5 separate regions of the Mus musculus genome follow, and regions 1, 2, 3 and 4 are each linked to region 5. The links are chromatin contacts, called in public HiCAR-type and promoter capture Hi-C maps. All regions are on one chromosome and are shown on one strand. The core of a region is the stretch at or near the end of the contact, and the rest is flanking DNA. Distances in the headings are between cores, read along the strand shown. Region 1 holds the start of Arg2 (arginase type II). Region 2 holds the start of Vti1b (vesicle transport through interaction with t-SNAREs 1B). Region 3 holds the start of Rdh12 (retinol dehydrogenase 12). Region 4 holds the start of Plekhh1 (pleckstrin homology domain containing, family H (with MyTH4 domain) member 1). Region 5 holds the start of Fntb (farnesyltransferase, CAAX box, beta).

Evidence for each region. Promoter capture Hi-C pulls out the DNA fragments that hold promoters and counts their contacts. HiCAR-type assays count read pairs that join an accessible place to other places.
Region 1: a HiCAR-type map of astrocytes shows a contact between it and region 5, with 3 times the contacts expected there. The contact joins the promoter of Arg2 here to the promoter of Fntb in region 5. A contact is called at or near these places in 3 of 39 promoter capture datasets (hippocampal neurons, liver and pre-B cells) and 2 of 115 datasets of contacts at active chromatin or transcription factors (astrocytes and embryonic forebrain).
Region 2: a contact with region 5 is called in a promoter capture Hi-C map of hippocampal neurons, with 4 times the contacts expected there. The contact joins the promoter of Vti1b here to the promoter of Fntb in region 5. A contact is called at or near these places in 2 of 39 promoter capture datasets (hippocampal neurons and liver) and 1 of 115 datasets of contacts at active chromatin or transcription factors (astrocytes).
Region 3: a promoter capture Hi-C map of pre-B cells shows a contact between it and region 5, with 4 times the contacts expected there. The contact joins the promoter of Rdh12 here to the promoter of Fntb in region 5.
Region 4: a promoter capture Hi-C map of embryonic stem cells shows a contact between it and region 5, with 7 times the contacts expected there. The contact joins the promoter of Plekhh1 here to the promoter of Fntb in region 5. A contact is called at or near these places in 1 of 39 promoter capture datasets (embryonic stem cells) and 1 of 115 datasets of contacts at active chromatin or transcription factors (astrocytes).

Annotation. Positions count from the first base shown.
Region 1 is chr12:79,129,017-79,133,625 of GRCm38.p6, reverse strand. It overlaps Arg2 (arginase type II), which reads right to left and starts at 2,838. Exons shown (of 8, transcript NM_009705.3): 1 at 2,646-2,838; 2 at 1,713-1,785. The coding sequence starts at 2,756.
Region 2 is chr12:79,169,254-79,174,015 of GRCm38.p6, reverse strand. Vti1b (vesicle transport through interaction with t-SNAREs 1B) reads left to right here and starts at 1,558. Exons shown (of 6, transcript NM_016800.3): 1 at 1,558-1,796. The coding sequence starts at 1,682.
Region 3 is chr12:79,207,080-79,211,399 of GRCm38.p6, reverse strand. It overlaps Rdh12 (retinol dehydrogenase 12), which reads right to left and starts at 2,487. Exons shown (of 7, transcript NM_030017.4): 1 at 2,292-2,487; 2 at 441-559; 3 at 1-12. The coding sequence starts at 2,359.
Region 4 is chr12:79,025,898-79,030,749 of GRCm38.p6, reverse strand. Plekhh1 (pleckstrin homology domain containing, family H (with MyTH4 domain) member 1) reads right to left here and starts at 1,587. Exons shown (of 29, transcript NM_181073.3): 1 at 1,330-1,587.
Region 5 is chr12:76,834,887-76,839,793 of GRCm38.p6, reverse strand. Fntb (farnesyltransferase, CAAX box, beta) reads right to left here and starts at 2,327. Exons shown (of 12, transcript NM_145927.2): 1 at 2,143-2,327. The coding sequence starts at 2,286.

The DNA of each region.
Region 1 (4,609 bases), core at 1,589-4,088, 2.3 Mb before region 5:
CTATGCGCATGCCTGGTGCCCATGGAGATCAGAAGAGGCATCAGATGCCCTACAAGTACAGTTGTGAGCATCCATGAGGGTGCTGGTAACCAAACCTGGGTCCTCTACAAAGACAGCCAGTGCTCTTAACTGCTGTTGTCTCTTAAACCTCCTCCCCTTCTTTCAGTTCTGCCCCAACTCTGGCCTTCCTCTAGAAAGCCATGCTTGCTTTTCTACCTTTGTTCTAGGGCCTCATCTTCCTTTTACAGGTATCTCAAACCCATCATGTTCAAAACCACCTTTATTTCATCTTCAGATCTGCTTTTTGCCTAGGCTTGGTGGCACACACCTTTAATCCCAGCACTTTGGAGGGAGAGGCAATTGTATCTCTTCAAGTTCAATAACAGCCTGGTCTCCATAACAAGTTGTTGTCTCAAACAACAACAAAAATCTGCTTTTCTTGCTATCTTTTCTTATTTTCCATTTCACACAATCACTGGTAATCTAGTTACTCAAGCCATTCCAAAGACATCACAACCTCTACCTTATGAGAGACCACCCCATCCTTGGACATTTGGCCCAGACTAATTTGAAAGTGTTTAGGCCACTACAGTTTTGATACTCAAGCTGAGGTTGGCTCTCTGTAATGTGGCCCCTCACCTGTATGCCATCTCAACATACTCACTGGTTCACCAACTTGCTGTTTGTGGTCAGCTTTCATCTGTCTTTGTTCCCTATCATGGCCCCGCATAAAAGGGACACATTAGACGATTTCATTATTCCTGATTCTGAAGGATGAGGGCCCTTGAAATGGCTTCATGATCATCAACTGTTTCAGAGTAAGAGTTGACATCTGTAGTTCACCCTGATTCTGCATTCCTGTCGCCAAAGCTTTCTATCGACTGTGTAAATCATAGTCACAGCAGCAGAAAAGATTTGTGAATGGTGCTTGAGACAACTGGGGACATGCTAGCCGTATTTGGGTCAGATACCAAACAGGTATTGAAATGTGATGCCACAGTACTAATAGTTCTCCACTAACTGTAGACATGGTGTTTATCTCGGAATTCTGATTTATTTCTGGTCCTAAAAGTCTAAACACTACCTTAATTACAACACAGAAAATTGCAAATCTGACTTCAAGGAATGCCTGTAAAAATGCACAGATCTATCTAGCTCTTACCTCATCTGCAAGGAGTCAGAACTCTTCCATGGAGGAGGCTAGCTAGGAACTGCTTTGAACAAGTCACCCAAGTGATTTCATAATTAGGTAGTTTTGGGGAAAAAAAAAAAAAAAACATCTACATCAGGGTTACAATAATACAAACCCACTAGCCCCAGAGAGGAAATGGTTTGGAAAGAGGCAACACGTGTGGTGGATGACTCAGGCTTGGCTCAAGTCTGAGTTAGGAAAGCTACCTTGTAACCAGGAAAGGTTAACTGAGCAGTTAGCTCTTGAGCGAGCTAGAATCCTTAGCTGCACTGGCAGTACACTGGCAGTACACTGTTCCAGGACCTACTTTGCTCTGCTTCACTTTCCCCAACACTATCTGCAAGAAGACTTCCTCTGAAGATTCCCTGATAGATGTTTATCTGCAGAAGGAATCCAAAGGATACCAGATGGGAACAAATTACAGGTGCCAAGCTGCTACCACAGGATCAGGATAGAAGAGATGAGATTCTGAACAGGTTTTTTCCCCTTCCGGAACAAACACAGAAATCCAACCACTTACCCAACCTGGAGAGCCTCTTCAGCAAGCCAGCTTCTCGAATGGCAGCTGGACCATATTCCACTCCTAGCTTCTTCTGTGAATCATACAAACCCCACAGACATAAGAGAAGGTGAGGAAAGGAGCAGAAACACTTTGACACAGAAATCTCTGCTGCTACCCGGAGCTCCTAAAAGACTCCTCTGCAAACCTTTCACAGCATCAAAACTTCTACTGTAGAAGGCTGATCGTTTCACTAAATGCTTAATGGGCGGAGGGAAGATTCTGTTCTTGAAAGCAAATCAACCTTCTGAGTCCCTCACTGAGAGCCAGACCAGGAAAGTCTCGGATCAGGAAAGGGCTCAGTGAGCTTTGATCCGGTACCTGTATCTGGCAGAACGCGGCACCTAGCTTCCCCATCAGTGAGTGCGCCCTCCGCGACAGCAGGTTCCTTTCATTGAAGGCAGAACAAAGCCCCTTCGTCCCTCCCGCAGTTGCAGAGACCGACATCAATTTCTTTCCAGGTTAATGCTCTTTCTGCAAGAATAGAACCTGAAGCCTGCCTTAATCCCCGGTCACCGTCTCTAACCTCCTCTCCGACAATTTCTCAACGATCCCGGTTTTGCCTTCTCCAGCTCCTCCATGGAATCCTCTCTCTTTTCCTTCCTGTCATCACCCCAAAGCTGGAAATGCCCACTCTCCGTCGTCCTGGAGGCCGCAGATGCTCGCTTCTCGATGCCCACTTCCCTCCCTCTCGATGCCCAGTGCCCTCTCTCACCCCCTTGCCTTCCATCAGTCCCTCATCTCCATCTGGGTCCAGGAAAACCCAACGTGCGCTCCACGTACCCGCCATGGGATCCCGCGAGCTCTTCCCCCCGTTTTTTCCCCCCTCCTCCCTCCTGGCCCCAAGAAACTCTCTAGGCTTAGTGTCCCGTCAGCTCGGGTCGCAGCTCTCACCTGTCCCCGAGAGAAAGGGGCTCCGACTATAGCTACAGAGTGGACGGATCTCGTCAGGACGCAAGGAATTTGCCCGTGGAGGAGACGGGAGGCGCTGCTCCTCAGGAACATGATTGGCAGGGAGGGGATTACCCTAGGAGAACCGGCTCGGTGCAACTCAGGACCTCGAGTGAGTGCAGCCTCCCACAGCTTCGATGCTTCACTAGGCGAGCGCACCGCCCTGTGACGTCAGCATCTCTCGGACACGCCTCCAACCAGCCCCCGGCGCACCTTCTCGGAGGACTACAGCTCTCCAGGGCCTGGGACGCGCCTGCCGTTAAGTCACCATTGGACCTGTCCTCTCTTTCCCTGGACACGCTCCCCCCGCCCCCGATGCCTAAGCCACCAAGGCGGATACCATAAAGCCGCTGATCAGAGTGGCACCTGTGTGGTTTCCCGGGAAGCAGCGTCCCTGCCAGGTTGGAGACCTCAGTGGAACTTGAGAACTTGACACATGTACCCGCCCCAGGCGCTATCTCGGCTGAAGAGTTGGCACTGGCCGTGGCCTGCCCGCACCCGGGGTCATCTGCTAACCCACACCAAGTCAGCATCCATCTGCAGCTTTCTATCTCAAAGCTTAAAATCCTAGAAACATTTACCCCATCAGTGTCCTCTTGAGTCTGGCTTTTTAAAAACTCACCTACCTTGGATCTTTGGGGAGAATTTAGAATTTACCAAGCAATTACTTTCTAGATTTTTTTTTTAATTTTTTTAAACAAAATTTTATTTCCTTTTCAGATTTTTTTAAATGTGTATGAGTGTTTTGCCTGTATATATGTTTGTGCACCACAGACATTCATGGTGCCCAGGGAAGTCAGAAGTGGATATAGGATTTGCTGGAACTAGAGTTACTACAGACCTTTATGAGCCACCATGTGAGTGCTGAGAATCAAACCCAAGCCCTTAGCAAAAGTAACAGATGCTCTTAACTGTTCAGCTACCTCTCTGGGCCCCTGTTTTCAGTTCTTTACATGAACAATAAGAGCACTGGTTACTAGAGGCCAACTATATCAACACATTCTGATCATTCTAAATTAAAAGGAGGCTGAAACAAATCCAAAAATATCAAGGAGCTTTTCATGGTTTTAATAGTAAATAGTGGCTGATGGCCCTGCAATTACGGACACACATTGCTCTTGCAGAGGACCTGGTTTTTGCAGAGTTTTATGCATAGCCATTAACCCCAGCTTCTGGGGAATCCGATGCTTCTTGCCTCCACAGACACAGCAAGCTAGGGGAGATAGAAGGATCTGCATTCTTTGTTGTAAGCACAAGTTTACAGTATGATAAAATGGACATATTGAGTGTTTCATACAGTGGCAAGATTGTCTAACACTGTACTCTTAACTGTGACTCTGTAGCCTGCTGTAGTGGCTATTCCTGGTTGTCAACTTGACAATATTTGGAATGAACTACAATCCGGAATTGGAAGGCTCACCAGTGACCCTTATCTGGAGGCTTGGAGATCCTTATCTGGATCTTGGTTTGAAGATCTTGAGCCGTAGTGGCTATGGATTCCAGAAGATTGAATCTCCGAGTTAAGGAACACACCTTTAATCTGGGCTATGCCTTTCATCTGGGATTAAAGGTGTGGTGGAACACACCTTTAATCCGGGCTACACCTTTTGCTGGAGACAATATAAGGACATTGGAAGAAGGGAGTCTAGCTCTTGCTCTTGCTCCTTCGCCTGCTTGCTGCGTGAGACTGAGTAACTGCTAGATCCTTGGACTTCCATTCACAGCTGCGACTGAACCATTGTTGGGAATTGGGCTGCCGACTGTAAGTCATCAATAAATTCCTTTACTATTTAGAAATTATCCATAAGTTCTGTGACTCTAGAGAACCCTGACTAATACAGAAGTTGGTACCAGGAGTGGTTCTAGAGTAACAGAAGTACAAGGATGAATCTTTTAAAATACTGGAA
Region 2 (4,762 bases), core at 309-2,808, 2.3 Mb before region 5:
GTCACTGTTTCCACATCTCTCGGTCTTGGCAGGAGCTCCTTTTTATATCTATTTCTGCGACAGAAAGATAAGACTTGGGGTTGAAGAAATGTCACAGTTCTTTGGATCACACACAACTCTTAACAGCATGGCAGGCAGCCCACCTGTAACTCCAGCTCCAAAAGACCCAACACCCTCTTCTGGGCTCCACAGGCAGGGCACTTGCCCTCACATGTGTTCATACATATTCAAGTATAAATTTTTTAATTTTATGTTTTTTGGGCATGGTTTCTCTATATGGTCTGGCTGTCCTGCAATGTGCTCTGTAGACCAGGCTGGCCTCGAACTCAGTGATCCATCTGCCTCTGTCTTCCAAGTGCTAGGATTAAAATTGAACAACAACACTCTTGAACTACCTTTTAATTTTATAAGAAAAATATTAAGACTTCGCACCACTGCTAACAACATCAGACTTTGTCATCCCTGCACACTGCGTTTTGTTTTTATTTTTTCATTGAATTTAACGGTTGGTGGATTCAAGCTTGTAAAACCCAGGGCTTCAAAGACAAAAATCACCAGGAACCCACTCCCACACACACCTTAGAAGATGGACTATAGGATTTGCTTATGCTAGATAAGTGTTGTACCCCTCGGTAACACCCTTTTATATATATATATATATATATATATATATATATATATATATATATATATATATATATATATTTCCATGTATAAATATTGAATCACCACGAAAACTTTTGTGAGTGGGCCCTTTGTTGGAAACCCTGCCAACAGTATACACAGGGGTTTATATCTATGGAAGGACAGAAAGGACTTCGTAATTGTTGATATATTTCACATAAGGGCAGATAAGATGGGTCTGTCTTCCACACCAAATCATACATTACCCAAGGGCAGAGACAAAATTACTTTGATCAATATATAACTTTGGTTTATCAAAATGTCTATTCTTAACATGTTGTGAATGAGAACCCGGGGCAGCCTAATGGTCTGGACTGGTTCAGCCGCTAAAAGCTGTGGGTATTCTGGGATCACACTGCCCATTTTCCGGTTCTGAAAACATGTGACCCTGGCCACTTAATCTCTCCACTTTTATTAGAGTTATACCATCCGAGGGTAGGCAGGCCTCTGCTCATCTATCTAGGGCTGAGACTGAACATTTAGACGGGATATGAAGTCAGGTGGCAGAAGGAACTGCGATGACAGCGAGGGGCGTGTGCTAGCCAGTCTGCGCAACACCGCTGGCACTCCGGGCCCTCCCTGCACGGCCGTCCTCCCTCACTTAACTACAATTCCCAGTATGCACTGCAGGACCGGCGGGCCCGGATGAGGCGGCCGAGGCGCCAGTCCCGCGGGCTCCCTCGGGCCCTTCCCTTTGGTACCTCCTCTGTGCCCACTGTTTGTCTCCAGGTCGGAGCCACCGGCTCGTCTTGGCGCGAGACCGCGCCCCTGTAGTAGCTGAGTGTCGTCCCCGCCCCGGCTTCTTGTCAGGCTTTGGCGCCCGGCGCCCGTGCAGTGACAAGCAGGGGGAGGGCGTCCGGCTCCGAGGACCCCGGAAGCGCCTGATTCCGGGAGGCCGAGGTGCGGCTGCAGTGATGGCTTCGGGGCTGGGCAGCTGATTGCTGAGGTGGGAGTGGGCCCAGCGCCCGGTGGCCGCAGCTCACGCGCAACCTGCGCCATGGCCGCCTCCGCCGCCTCCTCCGAGCATTTCGAGAAGCTGCACGAGATCTTCCGCGGCCTCCTTGAAGACTTACAAGGGGTGCCGGAGCGGCTGCTGGGGACCGCGGGGACAGGTGAGGCGGGGGCGGGACCAGGCCGGGAGGACTCCGCAGGGTGCAGGATCCCAAACACCGACCCGGGGCTCCCCGCTTCCCCTTTGGGCACGCCCCCTGCTGCTGTCGGGCCCCGGACGCCCAGGGTGTGCTGCCTCTTGTGGTGACTGGGGGCGTGCAAAGGGATAGACATTAGGATGTCCTCTCCTAGCGAGCCTTTAGTTATCTTCCTCTCCCAGTAGCATAGGGCATTCTTCAATCTGTGCTCCTGTGACAAAACAAAAAACAAAAACAAAAAACAAAAAAAACCCTTAATTTGGAGTTGGGCATGTAGGAGTTTGGCATTTTGGTAGGCAATGAAATTTTAAAAATAGTTGTAACCATGGAGATTAGCTTATATGTGAGACAGTGGCGGGAGGTGAGGGGAGGAAGACAGCTACATTGGAGAGGAACCGGAAGTCTCACATTTAGACTTTTTTGACGTACTAGGGTAAATCCTTAAGGAACATAAGCAGCGGAGTAATGTGGATTTCATTTTAGAAGCAAGGCGGCGGATAGCTGGATAGAGGATGTGAGAATGGCTATAAGAGACTGTGTTAGGAGCTTCTATGACAGTTGACTGGGTAAGCATGCGAATCTGGAGAGTGAGCATTAAATCCAACAGGTGGTGCCGAGATTTATGAGACTGGTGGATGTGAGGAGGAAGATTGAGAAGGGGCCGTGTCTTCTCACGTGATCAGTTGAATGAATGAACTTAAATAAGAGGCGCATACTCGTTTGAGCTGGAGATGAGAATGTCTACCTGTGCATTAAAGATAACAGTGTATGACAAAATATTTTTCTGCCATTCAAGAGATTGCCAGTGGTGAACACTTTTAATCCCAGCACTTGGGAGGTAGAAACAGAATCTCAGTGAGTTCAAGGCCAGCCTGGTTTTACACAGCAACACAGAGTTCCAGACCAGCTAGATTCTTCTATCTTGAGACTCTATCAAAAATTAAAAAAAAAAAAAAAAAAAAAGGAAGGAAGGAAAGAAAAGAGTTCTAGAGTCAGATTATCTAAGTTACATACACCTTTTATTAGCTATGTGACTTTGCAAGTTATTTTAACCAAACTAGTTTCCACTATAAAGTAAAACGTAGCATCTGACTTCATGGAGTTTTTGTGGGGAGTAAATGAGATATGTAAAGCTATTAAAAACACCGTCTGGCAACAGTAAGAGCTACCAGCTATTATTAATATGTGTTTGTTGTTTTATTTAGAAATATTAGCTCTCTACACAGTTATTCTTAGGATGCTCTTTTTGCTTGCTTGTTTTTGTTTTTTTGGGTTTGTGTTTGTTTTTCAAGACAGGGTTTCTCTGTGTAGTCTTGGCTGTCCTGGAACTCTCTCTGTAGACTAGGCTGGCCTCAAACCACCTGCCTCTGCCTCCCAAGTGCTGGGATTAAAGGCTTGTATTGCCATTGCCCAGCCTCAGAACACTATTTTCTAATGTACTCATCACTTTGCATATTTATGATACAGTGTATTGTTTTTGTGTTACTAGGAAAGTAGTTTGGAATTGTAGTCTGTGAATCAGCCCATCAACACCATCTGGGAACTTGAGAACTGCACATGCTCAGGCCCCATTCTGACTCACAGAATCCAAAGCTTACGGCAAGCAGTCTGCCTTAACTACACTCGAGGGATTTCTAGTGCTGGCTTAAGTTTGAGAGCCAGTGAACTGGAAATGAAATAGTATTTTTGTTTGTTGTTTGTTTGTTTGATCGTTTAGCATGTGTCCTAAACTCCCTGGAACAGTACACAGCACATCCTAGGTATCTGACAAATATTTACTAGATATGTTTGGGGTGGTGGTGCATACCTTTAGTAGCACTTAGGAGGCAGAGGCAGGGAATCTCCATGAGTTCAAGGCCAGCCTAGAGTACACAGTGAGACCCTTTCTCAAATAAACTACATATTGTATTTGTTAAATTATTGTAAAAATCAATTTTTGGTTGTTAAAGGTCTTAGAAGGTCTATGAGGTCTTAGAAGAAAGTACCTGGGTATTGAAGCAGAATAATTTCTCTTTTTTTTTTTTTTCACATTTTCATTACTCTTCATATTGATGTATATACATTGGTTAAAACAACCAGAGTGAAAGAGATACTTATTTCCCCAAAGTATAGTCTGTATTCTCATGGCCCTTGAAGGGTAGCTGCCACCATGTATCCTAATTTAGGAGGGTTTTGTGGCAGTAACAGTTTTACCATGTATGGTAAGTATTAGCCTAATTATAGCATTCATCACCTACAGCTGTAATTTCTTATCTTGGCTTTGCATCATCTGAAGAGGTTTCTCTAAAGCCTCAGAAGGGATGGAATTTTGTCATCTGATTAATATGTTAAGTGCTAATAGTTATTGTTTCAGGTTTTGGTTTTCTGGTACTTGGAGACATTTGTCCTTGTGATAAAATTATTGACAGTTTTCCATTTTAATTTGCTTGAAGTCCAGTATCGATACCTGAGACCTCAGTTTTGTTTGTTGTGTGTATACATGTAGAGCTCAGAGGACAGTTTATGCTTTCTTGTTTTACTGCATGGGTCCTGGGGATTAAACAGATTATCAGGCTGCAGCAAACACCTTTACCTGGTAAGTCATCTATCCGGCCCTAAGATGCTGTCTCTTTAGAGCTAGGAAAGAAACAGAAGTGCCATGCAGGGCAGGCTGGTAAACACAAATCACTCACAGGTTACAGAAGTTCCATTACTTCCCACCCTGTATACTCTGCTGAATTGTGTTTTGCTCCAGGTCTATGCATTTACTTTGAGAATCAATGGTAGTGCCTAATATTTGAAAGTTCACTGTGTCTGGTGCTTGCTAAGTGCCCTCTGGAGTCAGCATTACTGCATTGCACTTACAGTCTCCCTGTCTAATGCATTAATATTCCATAAGAAGAGGGTTGTCAACATTAATGGTACATTACTTTGAGATCCTATGGCCTTAG
Region 3 (4,320 bases), core at 1,238-3,737, 2.4 Mb before region 5:
ATACTCGTGCTCCTGGGACCAAAGTAAACAGGGCAATGTGTGTAGAAGTACAGGAAGTGAGCTAGGGCTGATAGGTAGAGCATACTCAAAGCTGTCCCTACAGCAGTGAAGTGGCCATATTGCCACTTCCAAATTCTCCCAGTGGGGCCAAGAACCCTCTATTTAATTCTGCTTAGTAGCTACCTTACAATAACTGACTTAACTAATATTACACTGAGACATTATTCTCCTTACTTTCTGAAATTGGAAAGATGCAGGAGGGAAAGGAACTATGCTGAAAGTCAGAATAAATTAGTTGGACTTGGATTGGGCTTGGATTCCAGTTTCCCTGAATTCCCTTCAGAGCCTTCAAGGCCAGGAAGAAAGAAGGAAATCCAGGCAGAACCTGAGTGAAGAGAGCAGAAAGTGTGGCCCCGCAGAGACCGAAGGAAAGGACTCACCTCTTCGAGCAAGCTCTCTGGCTGTCTCCTTGCCAATGCCTGTGTTGGCACCTGTGATGACCACTACCTTCCCTGGGATCTGGACATTTGTTGTACAAACTCCACCAGCAAAGAACTTCCTGTCGCCAAAGGAAGGAAAATCATCCACCATTTCCCCAAAGTCACGCTGAGATGCATTAAAGAAAAAGGCCACATAAACCCAAAGAGGGAGGCCTTTAACTTGGAGTTATAAATAAGACTTTATCATCGTTAGAAATTAATTTGCATGGACCACTTTTTGGTTGGGCAAGGTAGTGGCCAGCTCATAGACAAGAATTGAAAGGTCATGTGTCCAGAAGCTAAAAATAGTCACCTGAGCAAGCAGAGAAAATGCTCCTGAGCCAGGGCCAATGGAGACATTCCTTGTCAGATAAAAACGCTATCAGTCTAATCTCTAGACTTCCACGGGTCAGCTTCCTCCTCTGACCCACATTGGAATCACATGGGTGATACACATTAGAGGACTCAATGGTCCTGAGCCCTATGGCTCCAATAGTTACTATAGGAACTAGCAGATAGCATCTGGGTTGACACATTAACTACTTCCCTCTCAGTTGTCTTTTTTGTTTAGAGAGAGAGCATCCTGAGTGACTTTCTGGCACTTTATTATGGATTTTATTTAGGCCATTGGCACACAGAGAAAGCTTTCTTGTTGAAAACAAGACCAGAGAGTCTAGAATACTTCCTGAACATCACTGGATGGCAGACACTGAGCTAGACACTTTCTATACACTGTCTTTTCTTGATATTTTCTACATGCACTGTCTAGCCTAGGCTAGACTTTCTACACCCAATATTTAGACTAGGCTAGACACTTTTCTACACTCATGAGGTCTATCCCAGGCTTGATTTTCTATACATTTTCTGTCTAGGTTTAAACACTTTCTGCACCCAGTCTACCTCCATGCTAAATAGTTTCTGCACTCACTATCTTTCCACATTTTCCATACATATTATCTTTCCATATGCCATTTATATTAATTTCCCCTGCCATTTCAGTATTACTTCTATATTACAAAAACAAACACACACAAGCAAACAAAAAAAACCTCTGAAGCCCAAAGATGTTTAAGTCATTTCTAAGGGTGGCCGGGACCAAGTATGACACTTTGACACTCTGTCCTCAGTATGCCTATCTAACCTTCCTTTGGGGTGGGGGTGGGGTCAGGTCAGGGGGCAAAGGTTCAAGACAGGGTCTCTCTGTATAGCCCTGGCTGCCCTGGAACTCGCTCTGTAGATCAGTCTGTCCTCTAATTCAGAGTTCTTTCTGCTTCTGCTTCCTGAGTGCTCGGATTAAAGGCACGTACAACCACACCTGGCTCCTAACCTTTCTAATCATCAACAAAATTTAAAGCCCCCACATAGAATAGCCATTTCTTGGCACCTCCACAAATCCCCAGTGAATCATTTCCAAAACACTTCTTGAGAGAAGTATCAAGGGAAGAGAGTTTGCTTCCTTTCCAGAGTGCCTAAGACTTGACAAGGAGTCCCTTAACGATGAAGTCCCCATGACACTCACCTCATCTAGGGACAGAAAAGAAAAGGAAAGTGTCAGAGAAACCTAAAGGAATCAGAGGAAAGTGCCACAGGACTCATCTACTCCGCCTTCCTCCTTCCTCGGCATCCGAATTCAAATCAGCCCCACCTCCTCCCACCCAGGTGCTTCCTTCTCGTTTTCTGCAGAGGCATCCAGAACCCCTCCTTTCCTGTTTTTAATGTACTAATCTCGCCTCCGCCACCTTCCCTCCTTCTTCTTTTAGAAGTCAAAACCATCTTCGTAAAGTATCTTTGAGTTGCTGGATTAAAACAAACCTGATGGATGGAGCTGTCAGATACAAGATGGAGAGGAAGGACGTAAGCAGTACCAAGATAAACAGCATCTTGTCAACTTTCTTAGTTGCTGCTTCCCACCCTCAACCTAGCCCGAGGATCCTTCTCTGGCTCCAATTCCTGGCAGCTTCTGTTGGTTCTTGGTTCCTCTCACTCTGGGACACTCAGCAACTGGCTGGCTTAAGCAATGCCCAGAATCTTACTTAAATCCGAGAGCCGCCAGAGCACAGCCTCCTGGGAGTTGTAGTCCTAGAGGGGTGGGGCTTAAGGAAAGATTAGGGCTTCACCTTATATTGGCAGTGAGAATTTGGCAATACTGGAGTTCCTCCTCAACACGCTATTTTCAAGATAGAATATGTTACACATTATCAGCAGGCTTCAAAAAAGCCAGGCATAGTGACAACGTCTTATAATCAACGTATTTGGCAGGCTGAAGCAGATGATCACTTGAGTCTGTAGTTCAAGACTGGCCTAAACAACATAATAAACTGTGTCAAAACAAAACCAAACCAAAAAAAACAAAACAAAGAAAAAAGCAAGCATGCGAACAAACAAAAAAAAAATCCTCCAAGTCCTAATGATGCTTGAAATATGTGTGATTAAAAATGGAAGAGAGATAGTAAGAAGGATGGCTAAGTAGGTCAAAGCACTTTCCATGTGAGCTTGTTGGTATGTGTCCAATCCCCAGGATCCATGTAGAAGTCAGATGTGGCAGCTCAGGCCAGAAGAGTGGCTGCCGTCTGTAACCACAGTAGTCCTACTTCAAAATGGAAACTGGAGCTCAAAGGCCAGGTAGCCTCGAGGAAGTGGAACTGCAGGATCAAGAGGTAGGTACGCACAAACCTTGCTTCGAAGACAAAGTAAAAGGAGTGACCTGACTTTTGAAAACTTGTTCTCTAATCTCCATATGCATGTCCCTACAAACCCCAAAGTAAATTAACAGGGCAGGGAAAGTGGCTCAGCAGGTATCAGCAATAGCAAACAGGCACAGTGACCTGAGTTTGGTTCCCAGGTCCCACAGCCAACTCTCCAAGTGACACTGTGACCTCCACACATGCTGAAGCCTGTGCATTCCTGCACTCTCATGTATATATAACCAATTAAATAAGTAAAAGTTAAAAATAAATAAATGGAAGAAATAGGGAGTGGCTGAAGGTCCTGTGGGGCTGGCAATGTGCTGGTCTTTGATCTTCGTGCTAGTACACAGGTGTGCTTACTGTGAACAATCACTGAGTTGGGCGCTTTTGATTTGGGCATTTTGTGTGTGTTCTTTACATTACACTTCAGTGAAGTTGACACACCCAACGACATGTCAAGCAAGAGTAGAGTGTTTAAGTATTCTCGAGCTAGACTCAAATTCCTGACTCAAATCCCAGCTCAGCATCCTTCAAGCTTCAAGGTCCTGGGCAAGTTATTGAGTCTTTCTGCTGCCTCAGTTTACTTGATTATCCAATGGGAGTGATTATCAGTTGCAAGTCTCCACATGGCCACTCGGGCCACTCACCTCAGATGATTCTCAGGTCAGGTGGACTCAGGGGAGGACACAGCAGTGGGACAGCAGCTTTGTAAAACAGAGATGAGGGGCTACTCTCTGATTTGACCTTTGGTGGTGGTTTGTCAAGTGGAGTCACACAGCTGTGGCCGATGTCACCATGGTCTAGAACATTCTGTAAGAACAGAGCCTACAGAATAAGAGCAAGTGTGAAAACTGTAAATGCCTCTTCCTCTTCTTCCACTCCTCCGCTTCCCCCTCTTTTCATCTTCCAATGACATATCCTGGCATCCAGATGAGAAAAGTAGGAGCCTAGCATGGCCCCCAGTGGTTTCCCCAAAAGATCTTTTGTACAATAATGTGTCCATTTCTAGTCAGGAGCCGTTTGCTGCCACACTCAAAACTGTCCCAGAATGAAAGAATGTTTTTTTGTTTTTGGTGGTGGTGGTGGCAGTAGTGGGTTTTTGTTTGTTTGTGTTGGGTAGGGGAAAGGTTTGAGTCAGGGTCTTACCATATAGC
Region 4 (4,852 bases), core at 338-2,837, 2.2 Mb before region 5:
CCAACCTGTAAGGAACACAGATTTCAATACATATACACAGCCTTGTAGAGATAAGGAAAATAATTAGGAGAGATGAGTTGGATGTGGTGACGTGTCACCAGCACTAGACAGGCTGCTGAGGCAGGAGGGCTGTTGAGAGACTCCGAAAAGAAAGGTGGGGGAAGGAGAAAGAGACAAACAGAGAAAAGAAATTTAAAAAAGAGAAAAAAGAAAAAGAATACACCATTAAGAGTGGATTGAGAGGAACACAGTTCTCTCTACTGCTGATGACCGATTCAGTCAGAAGGGCAGCACACTGGTTTAGGCTAATTGTTCATTTCCCTAAGTTTGGGACCACAGGGTTAACAATATCACAAAACAGCTCTGAGTAGGTCCCTTAGGCAGCTAGGGGAAGGCAAAGGACAGTATCACATGTGGAATCTAGAAGGCTTACGTTTGAGTCCTGTCTCTACGTGACCTTTACAGTCTTTCACTATAACCTTGGGCAAGACACAAGTTTTCTGAGTCCCAGTTTCCTCCTTCACAGAGAAAGGTGAATGGATTGTTGAACTGAGTGGCGACTATTTGCACCGCACAGTGTCCTGAACAAGACAGTCCAGAAAGTCTGGTGCTGAGGATTGATAGCTACTACATTGGGGGTGGGGGGAAGGGTTACTTATTTCAAATAACGATCTTTCGAGCATTCTCCTGGAACCCGGAGTTTGTCAATGTCAGTAAGTTTTATGAGGCGGATTTACAGTAGAAGCTGATTGAAGATCCTGACAGGGAGGAAGTATGCTGAAGGAGCAACAGGGAGAACATTCTATTTCCACAGGGTCTCGCTACCTCTGCCACCCTCCGTGGGAGACGTATTCCTAAGATTGCTAGGACACAAAGCCCCTGATGTCACTCAGAGTCCAACCTGTGTTCTTTTCTGCTTGGCAGGACGCCGTCAGTATGAGTTCAGCTTGACTCCTAGGACTCCTAGGAGAGACATCCAGCAATCACATTAACAAGCAACCTAGGACAAGCTGCTGAGAGGAGCGGAAGGGTTGAGCGGAGAGCACCGGGTTGGAAGGAAGCCTGCACGTACATCCCGGGGCCTTCCCAGGAGCAACTGGATCAAGCCGGTCCCAAAGAGCAGGACCTACTGCGGGAGGGGCAGTCACCGCCTCCCAGTGCGGGTGTCCTGGAGCTCCTGGTTGCCTGCGCCCGTCCCACGGCTCCCAGGTAGAGAGGCACCTGCTCCAGAGTTGCCCTCCCGGCCGCGAGGAGTCAGCCCTGTCCGTCCCGCCGGACGCCCTCTCCCAGCGGCACACCCCCCGGCCCTCCCCGACCCGCCCGGCTCACCTGAGTGAGCTGCCGGGAGTCCCGCCGCGACCCCGACCGCCACGCGCGCCTCTGCCCCACAGTGGCTCTCCCCGAGTGCGGAGAGGCCCCCGGGTCTCCGCTCCCCCGCTGCAGGGGTCGCGGTGGGCGTGGCGGGCCGAGGTCGGAGCCTGGAAGGTCCCCGGAGCTCCGCACAAAGCCCGCCCCAGCGCTGGGAGCAGCGCCGCGCCGGCTGTGTCCGCACCGCGCTCGCTCGGCGGGCAGCTCGCGGCCAGGCACAGGAAATGACCTCAGCAGCCGCAGCCTCCCACCGCGGGGCGCGGCCGGGGCCGCCTGGAGGGCTGGCTGCGCGCTGCGACCCCCAGACAGCGTGGGATCCCCGGCGGGATGCTCACCAGACTGGACCCTCCCTCCGCGGAAGGAGGTCCCAGCGAGTGTCTAGCCACCTGTAGGAAAGTCCCACCTGGTTACTGGGAGCGAGCAGTCTGCACAACTGATTTGGAGTTGAGAGAGAGAGAAGGGGGAGCGAGTCACTACAGCTCTAGGAGAACCTGTTTGTTTGTGTTTGTCTTGCTTATTTTAAAGGCGACAGCCAGGGAGCCAGAAGGGCAAGGAGCCCTGGTTTGCAATACCTAACTCACACAATAACAATTATACACCCAGAGGGAGTGGGACACTAGATGTTTGGTTAGGGGACTAGATGTTTGGTTAGGGGATGGGGCTGAGGAAGATGCAAATGAAATGTAGTTAGGAAGGAGCTTCTTCTAAGTGGGCGGCGGAACTCATGAAGGAGGTCCTGGGTTTAATTCCCAGCACACAAAATGAATGAAAGAAAGAAAGAAAGAAAGAAAGAAAGAAAGAAAGAAAGAAAGAAAGGAAGGAAGGAAGGAAGGAAGGAAGGAAGGAAGGAAGGAAGGAAGGAAGGAAGGAAGGAAGGAAAGAAAAGGGGAGGGGAGGGGAGGGGAGGGGAAAACAAAAGCTGCCTTTCCCAATTCCATAAACTGAACAGAAACAAAACACCCCGGGGCCTAGAATATTCACTCCAAGCACTCACCGAGAAAAATCCCCAGCCCCACCCCAGGTTTAAATCTGAATCTGGGGGTGGGAAGGGAGAGGGGAATTGCCCACGGAGCAAACCTCCTTAGGCATTCTCATGCACGGTTTTGAAAGCTCAGGAACTAAGGAAGGCAGTTAAATTGGGTGGGTGGGACTCCAAGTGACTTTATAGGCAAGACCTCTGGGTTTTGTGAAGGGGTGACACTTCCATACACTTTGAATAGGCAATCTTGAGCATGATATGAATTTCAAATTCAGAGGGCTAATAGTGGACACTAAGACTTTATCCGTTTTTGGCAGATCACCCCTACCCAAATGCAACTATTGTCATTATATATATTATGTATATGCATATTCATATATGTATTTATATGCATCTGTCTATATCCATATATATATGTATTTACAAACACCTTTTTTTTTAATTAATTAATTTATTTATTTATTTATTTTTTTTGAGACAGGGTTTCTCTGTGTAGCCCTGGCTGTCCTGGAACTCACTTTGTAGACCAGGCTGGCCTCGAACTCAGAAATCCGCCTGCCTCTGCCTCCCAAGTGCTGGGATTAAAGGCGTGCGCCACCACGCCCGGCTACAAACACCTTTTAATGCTAATTAAGCAGCCCTTCTTTTCACTCCCTCCCCGCCCCCCTTGAGATAGGATCACAGCAAGTATCTCCCTGGCTGATCTGTAACCCACCTTGTAGATCAGCCTGGCCTTGAACTCACAGAGGTCTGTTGGCCTCTACCTCCAGAATGCCAGGACTAATGATGTATGCCACCACACCCAGCTTGCTTTTTATTCTTGACATTATTAATTTGTTGACGCTAAGTGTGATGTATTAAAAACCTTACATTTGTAATAACAAATAGTTGAATTTTAGATGGTTAGCTTGTTGTTACTAGTGACCAGACACTGAAGGATAGAGCTCCAGAGGTGAGAAGAATGTCACCATGTGCCTTGGCTTCAAGGATACCTTAGGGTACCTTTGGGAGGTGAGGATAAAATTCAGTCTGGACCAATTTGGATCCTTGGTGGTGGCAGAGTTCTCCTATTAGCAGCAATGGAACATGAGCAGAGGCCATTGACAAATGGCCTCTTATCAATTCCTAAGGGTGAGATACTTTAAATGGCTGAGGCCAAATCAGCTAACTGCTCATGTACCAGCAAGCAGGCACAAAATAGTCACCTACCCTACTTAAAGGCAGGTCAATAGTTGGGCTTATCTGATTCATTCAAAGGCAGCAGGGCCCAGATAGTCTTCCTGGCTGATTCTGTGTCATGAAACCACTTATTTCACTGAGGAAAGAGTATTTCCTCTCAAGCACATTAAGACCTAGCTAGTGTTGGGCATATATTTTGATGGCCTTGGAAGTGCTTATCTAACCAAGCTCTGAAGTACAGATTCATGACTAGACCATTTCAAATGCCAACCTCACTTCTGGGGTAGAGGAGTCTGTTTGTATACACACACTAGAAAGCTGAGGCTGGAGTGTTAGCCAAGTCCATACAGAGTCGTCGGTATAATTGTATCTTAGTCTGGTCCCAGGTTCCTGGATAGCACTGTGGGAAAGAAGAGGAACCTGAAAACCGGAGAGACTTCAGTTCAAATCCCCACTTTGTTACTTTAGTGGTCATGTGACTTTCAAGAAGTTGCTGGGTCTTCTGGGTTAATTCTTCCTTTGTAAAGCGTTGTTAGTAATAAATTCTCTAGGAAGAATTAGTTGAGGGAGGGGCTGGAGAAATGTCTCCCAGGTCAAGGGTACCTGAATCCAGTTCCCATCACCCACATCCTCTGGTGACTCACAACTGGCTGAAACTCCAGCTTCGGGGAATCTAACACCCTTCTCTGACCCCCTTGGGCACCCATACACATGGCATACACATGACATTAAAAACATACATACACATAAATAGAAATTAAAAATAAACCTGAGGGGTTGGTGAGATGGCTCAGCAGTTAAGAGCACTGACTGTTCTTCCAAAGGTCCTGAGTTCAAATCCCAGCAACCACATGGTGGCTCACAACCACTCATAATGAGATCTGATGCCCTCTTCTGGTGCATCTGAAGACAGCAACAGTGTACTTACATATAATAATAAATAAATCTTTGGGCCGGAGTGAGCTGGATCGACCAGAGTGAGCAGAGGTCCTAAATTCAATACCCAACAACCACATGAAGGCTCACAACCATCTGTACAGCTACAGTGTACTCATAAAATAAATAAATAAATCTTAAAAAAAAATCTGAAAGGATTGAATGGGATAATATGGTAGCTGACATTTAGCAGGAGACTATATACGGCAGCTTTTGATATTTGATCTTTAAACACATATTTTCTGGATGTCAAATGTTTCCCAGACATTCTAGTAAAGTCTGGAGCAGGAAGATATAAAGATGGTCAAGACCAGCTATCTGCTCTTAAAGAGCCCCTTTGTTACAGGACTGCAATTCTGGTCTCTCCTGCATGGAGAAACAGGAGAATTC
Region 5 (4,907 bases), core at 1,078-3,577:
CACTGACCTATCAGGACTTAGCATCCTCCCCAGCCCTGGCCTTGGCCTGGCTCTTTTCAGAGCATCCTGTGTCCATTTTTTTATTGCTCGTAATGCCTACTCAGAAGTTAAGTTGTTTTATCCTTATAGGAACCAAGCAAGGAAGGAACTTCAGCGGTCTACTGAAAAACAGTATATATAATAGACAACAGATCAGAAAACTCACGATGAGATGTTAACTCTCAACACAGATGGTTTTGTAAGTGACAGACTTAACTCTGATTCTGTTTTCTTCATTAGCATCCTGTATACCCTTATCTGCTAAGTCAGCGTTTCTCAACCTGTGGGTCATGACCACCCTGTCACAGGGGTCGCCTTAAGACTATTGGAAAACACAAGCTATTTACATTATGATTCATAACAGTAGCAAGATTACAGTTGTGAAGCTTTTTAAAACAGCTTTATGGTTGGAGTGGCCACAACATGTGGAACTATAGAACTATAGTAAGGGTCACAGCTTTAGGAAGGTTGAGAACCGCTATTCTAAGTCAGATCAGTTAAAGATATAAATGGTGTACGTGTGTGTGTCCTGTTTAACCCTGTAACTTCAAAAGAAAAGGCTTGTAGTTGTCTTATCAACTACAGAAACACCGCTCTACCCAAGTAGTAGAGGCACATGTTCTAGCCCAGAACTTGAGAGGCAGAGGCAGTCAGATCTCTATGAGTTCGAGGCCAGCCTGGTCTACGGAGTAGTTCCAGGCAGCCAATGCTACACAGAGAAACCCTAGCTCGAAAAAACAAACAGACCAAAAAACCCCAAATTGCTCCAAACCCTGCAAAGATTCTGAAGATTTTGTCACTGATGAAAGATTTCTTTGCAATGTTTTATAAAAGTCTTCTGTGGGACACAGTTAACTAGGTTAGAGAGCTGAAGCCAAAAAGTTCCCTTTATTACCCTAAAGCCCACAAGGCATTGACTCAAAGATTAAAACAGTCCCTCTGCTACTAGGTGAATAACCATGTGTCCAATCCCTTGTTCTGTTATGAATCTTTAGGGCAAGAGAGATGGCTCAGTGGGTAGAGGTGCTTCCTATGCAAGCCTGCCAACTTCAGTTGGATCTTCCGAACCCACATATTGTGTGTCCTGGTATCAACACGTACAAACACATGCCATACACACATTCGCACACATAAAAACTGAAATTTTTATACAGTCATTATTTGCTGCTAGTTTTGCCTAAATAGAGGCTCACAGCTTTAAGATAAGATGAAGCCGGTCCCTCCACAGTTAAGCCTGAGTAGTGATCTTAGTAAGATCTTATTTTAGTAAGTGGCTGAATGCCTATTCCTTAGCGACAGGACTCATCCTGACCACTTCTAGTAACAGATGGGTAAACAGCTCTACAACAACCGATTTGGGAACAATTCCAAATGGAGAGTGAGAAAAATGTAAGCTATCAACTCACTACTCACACCTTAAAACACTTTTCAAAATGGCATGTCTGGTACACTCTAGGCCTTAGTGAATCACAAGCAGTTCAAACTCCATACTTTTTTGTGCTTTCCGAACTATACAGTTTTCCAGTCTGTCTTGCCCAACCAGGCTCTTGCCTAGGGGCTGTTATCTTTTTCTGTATTTCCAGCGTTCAACAGCAAGTGCTCAAATGGTTACCCACCACGAGGTAGGCCTCAACCTGACCCAATAGGTCAGAAATTAAATCGATTTAGGGATGACATGACCACAGTCCGGCCGTTCGATCCCCTAGATGTCCGGAAACTGCGAACATGTGAAGAAAAGTGAGCGGTCGGTCCTAGAACCTCAAGACATCTAAACAGAACGGAGCGGACTACCTGGTCCGCCCAGGCTGCTGTGGACTCCAGACACGAAACAAGATCCTTTACAACGTCCGAAGCAGAGAGATCAGGGGTACTGTCCTGTTCTCCAAACCCAGCCCTGACAACAACCCTCTCCTACCCAAGTAAGCCCCGAAAACGCTCCACTCGGAAGCCCCAGTCTGGGCGCCTAGAGCTCGGGGGCGGGGGCGCAGTGCACTACGGGAGTTGTAGTTCCATGGAGAGTTTTGCCCCGAGACGGGCTTACAAAAGGGACTCCTACTCCCAGAAGGCCCCGCGCGGGCGCCTCGCCCAGTCCTGCCACCTCACCTGTTCTATGGATGTGACTGTTTCCACTGAGTCGTCTTGCAACCGCTCCCGCACGTGCTCAGGTCTCAGACTATACAGCGGTTCTGACCAAACAGGGGAGGAAGATGGAGGACAATAATAGGTGAAGGAACTCGAAGAAGCCATGATCGGGAGAGCTGCGAGCGCTGTATAGGACTCAGCTTCATCCAGCAACAACGCGCATTGAAACTCGAGCGGGCTAAGGCGCTACGGAAAGTCCGTAGAGTCAAAAAGATTTTGAACGCGAATCTCTCCTCCCACCTACACATCTTCAAGAAGTGAGTTACTGGGATACTGCCGCCCCCCGTCGGACAGATGAGCTGCTGCAGGAGATCAGCTTTCTGGAGAAAGGAGATCTAGGATGCCTCGGTTCGTTATGCAAATAATAAAAAAGAAAACGTCAACGTTTCGCTCTCGCCTAATTGTAATGCAGTAGCTTGCGATTTCAGCTGTTCAAGAACCCTAAGAATGTAACCTAAAAAAAAAAAAAAAAAAAAAAAGCATTTCTGACATCTCTCTTGAGTACCTCAGTCACGCTATTAACTAATAGAATTACCATGCACCTTTGGGTCCTTGACAGCCTCTTAGGAGAAGCCTCAGCTTTTCTGTGCATTAGCAGAATTGCAGGTCTCAATACTCAGAGATAGAGAAATGTAGTACTGTAATTTTCTCCTTTGGAGGTTACAGTGCAATGGCAGAAACTAAAAGAAACTAAAATACCATAGAAGAAATGAGTGTAAATGCATCATCCAAAGAAATATCAACAAATATTCATGGAGCTCCTGCTACTTGTTCCGTGCCAGAGCCCAGGAATGCAGAAGTGAACAAAATTACAATGCCCTTTTCCTTAGATTACATCTGAATTTCATTTTTGAGGAATAGGCAGAATTAAATAAGTGAACATAAATATTTGACAGCTTCCAATTATGGTATGACAGAAAATAATAATAGAGTCAGGCCTGGACGGGTGGCTCAGCAGGGGCTGCAGCGCCACAGGATTCCAAGCAGCCACCTGGAGACTTACAGCCACCCATAACTCCAGGTCCAGAGGATCTGACGCCCTTTTCTGGCCTCCACAGACAACATACACACAAGTAATGCACATGTGCACATGCAGGCAAAATACCCATACACGTTTTTAATGTTACTGTTTCATATATATATACATACGTATATATTTGAAAATGATTTTTTCATGCAATATATTCAAATCACAGTTTCCCTCACCCAAATCCTCCCAATTTCCCCATCCACCCAACTCCACATCTTCTCTCTCTCTCTCTCTCTCTCTCTCTCTCTCTCTCTCTCTCTCTCTTCAGAAACAATTAAACAAAAAAAGGAAACAAACTAGAACTTTAAAGAAAAGAGAAGGCACAGTAAATACAGGCTCACACACAGAATGAAATTTTTCGAAATTAGAAAGGAAAGAAAATAAAAATGTCTTTGAAACTGACAGAAGAAACTGAGTTCTAATTAAATTTGGTGGCTGAGCCAGACCCTTCTTTCTTTAGGTCTCTTAAGCTGAAAACCAAAGTAGTAGCCATCTATAACAAAACAATGAAGGACAGCAAGAAGACAGAACGGCATTTGAAGGAACATGCCATAAATATACTTGTGCATGCTTCGGTTAATTCTGATAACCCTTGAATGAGTATATCCTTATATACCTCACAAATACAATGTTAGAGTGGTGATTTTAGGAAAGCCCTGTGAGGCTGGAGAGACAGCTTAGTGGTGAAGAACACTTGTTGCTCTTACAGAGGACCTTTTTATTTCCCATCACCCTAACTGGCCACTCACATCTGCCTTCATCTCCAGCTCCAGGGATCCAATGCCCTCTTTTGACCTCTAAAGTACATCTGTACTCATGTGCATCTAACCACACACAGACACACAGGTGTAATTGAAATCTTTATGGGGCTGGAGAGACGGCTCATTGGTAAAGAATATTTGATGCTCTTGCAGAGGACCTGGGTTGGGTTCCCAGAACCCATGTGACATTTCACAACTACCTGTAACTCTTTTAACTCCAGTTCTAGGCTTTTAAACACCCTCTCCTAGTCTCTGCAGACTTTCACACACACATGGTACATATACACACTCAGGCGCGCGCGCACGCACACACACACACACACACACACACACACACACATACACACACACACACTTCAATCTTTAGGAAAAACCTACCACATTTGGACAGCAATAAACAAGGATTTTTTCCAGGATTTACATCAACAGAACTAAACCAGGAGCAGGAGGGTGGTTCAATACAACTTGTTGGACAAGCTTGAGGACCAGGGTTCAGATCCAAGAAGCCACATAAGTGGTGGGTGGGTGTGTTATCTGTCTGTAACTCCAGCCTCAGAAGGCCAAGGCAGAGAGCACCCAGAACAAGCTGAACAGCTGGGTGAGTGAGTTCTGGGTTTACCTAAGAGACCCTGCCGGAATGATTAAGGTTGAAGAGCAGGTAAGGCTGATTCCTAGCATCAACCCCAGACCTTCACGTGCACATACAAACATGTGCCCACAAACATACAAAGCCATGCATACCTATGCACACCACGTGCACATGAGAAAGGAAAAAAACAACCCCATCAGGATAAAAGGTTCAATTATTTAAGATGAGGGGTTGTGGGGAAAGACAATAAATGTCCCGGGGCTGGTAGTATAGCTCAGTGGAAGTACCTAGTGTGTGCAAGGTTGAGTTTGATCTCTACAACACATACAAGGCACATGTACTCTAC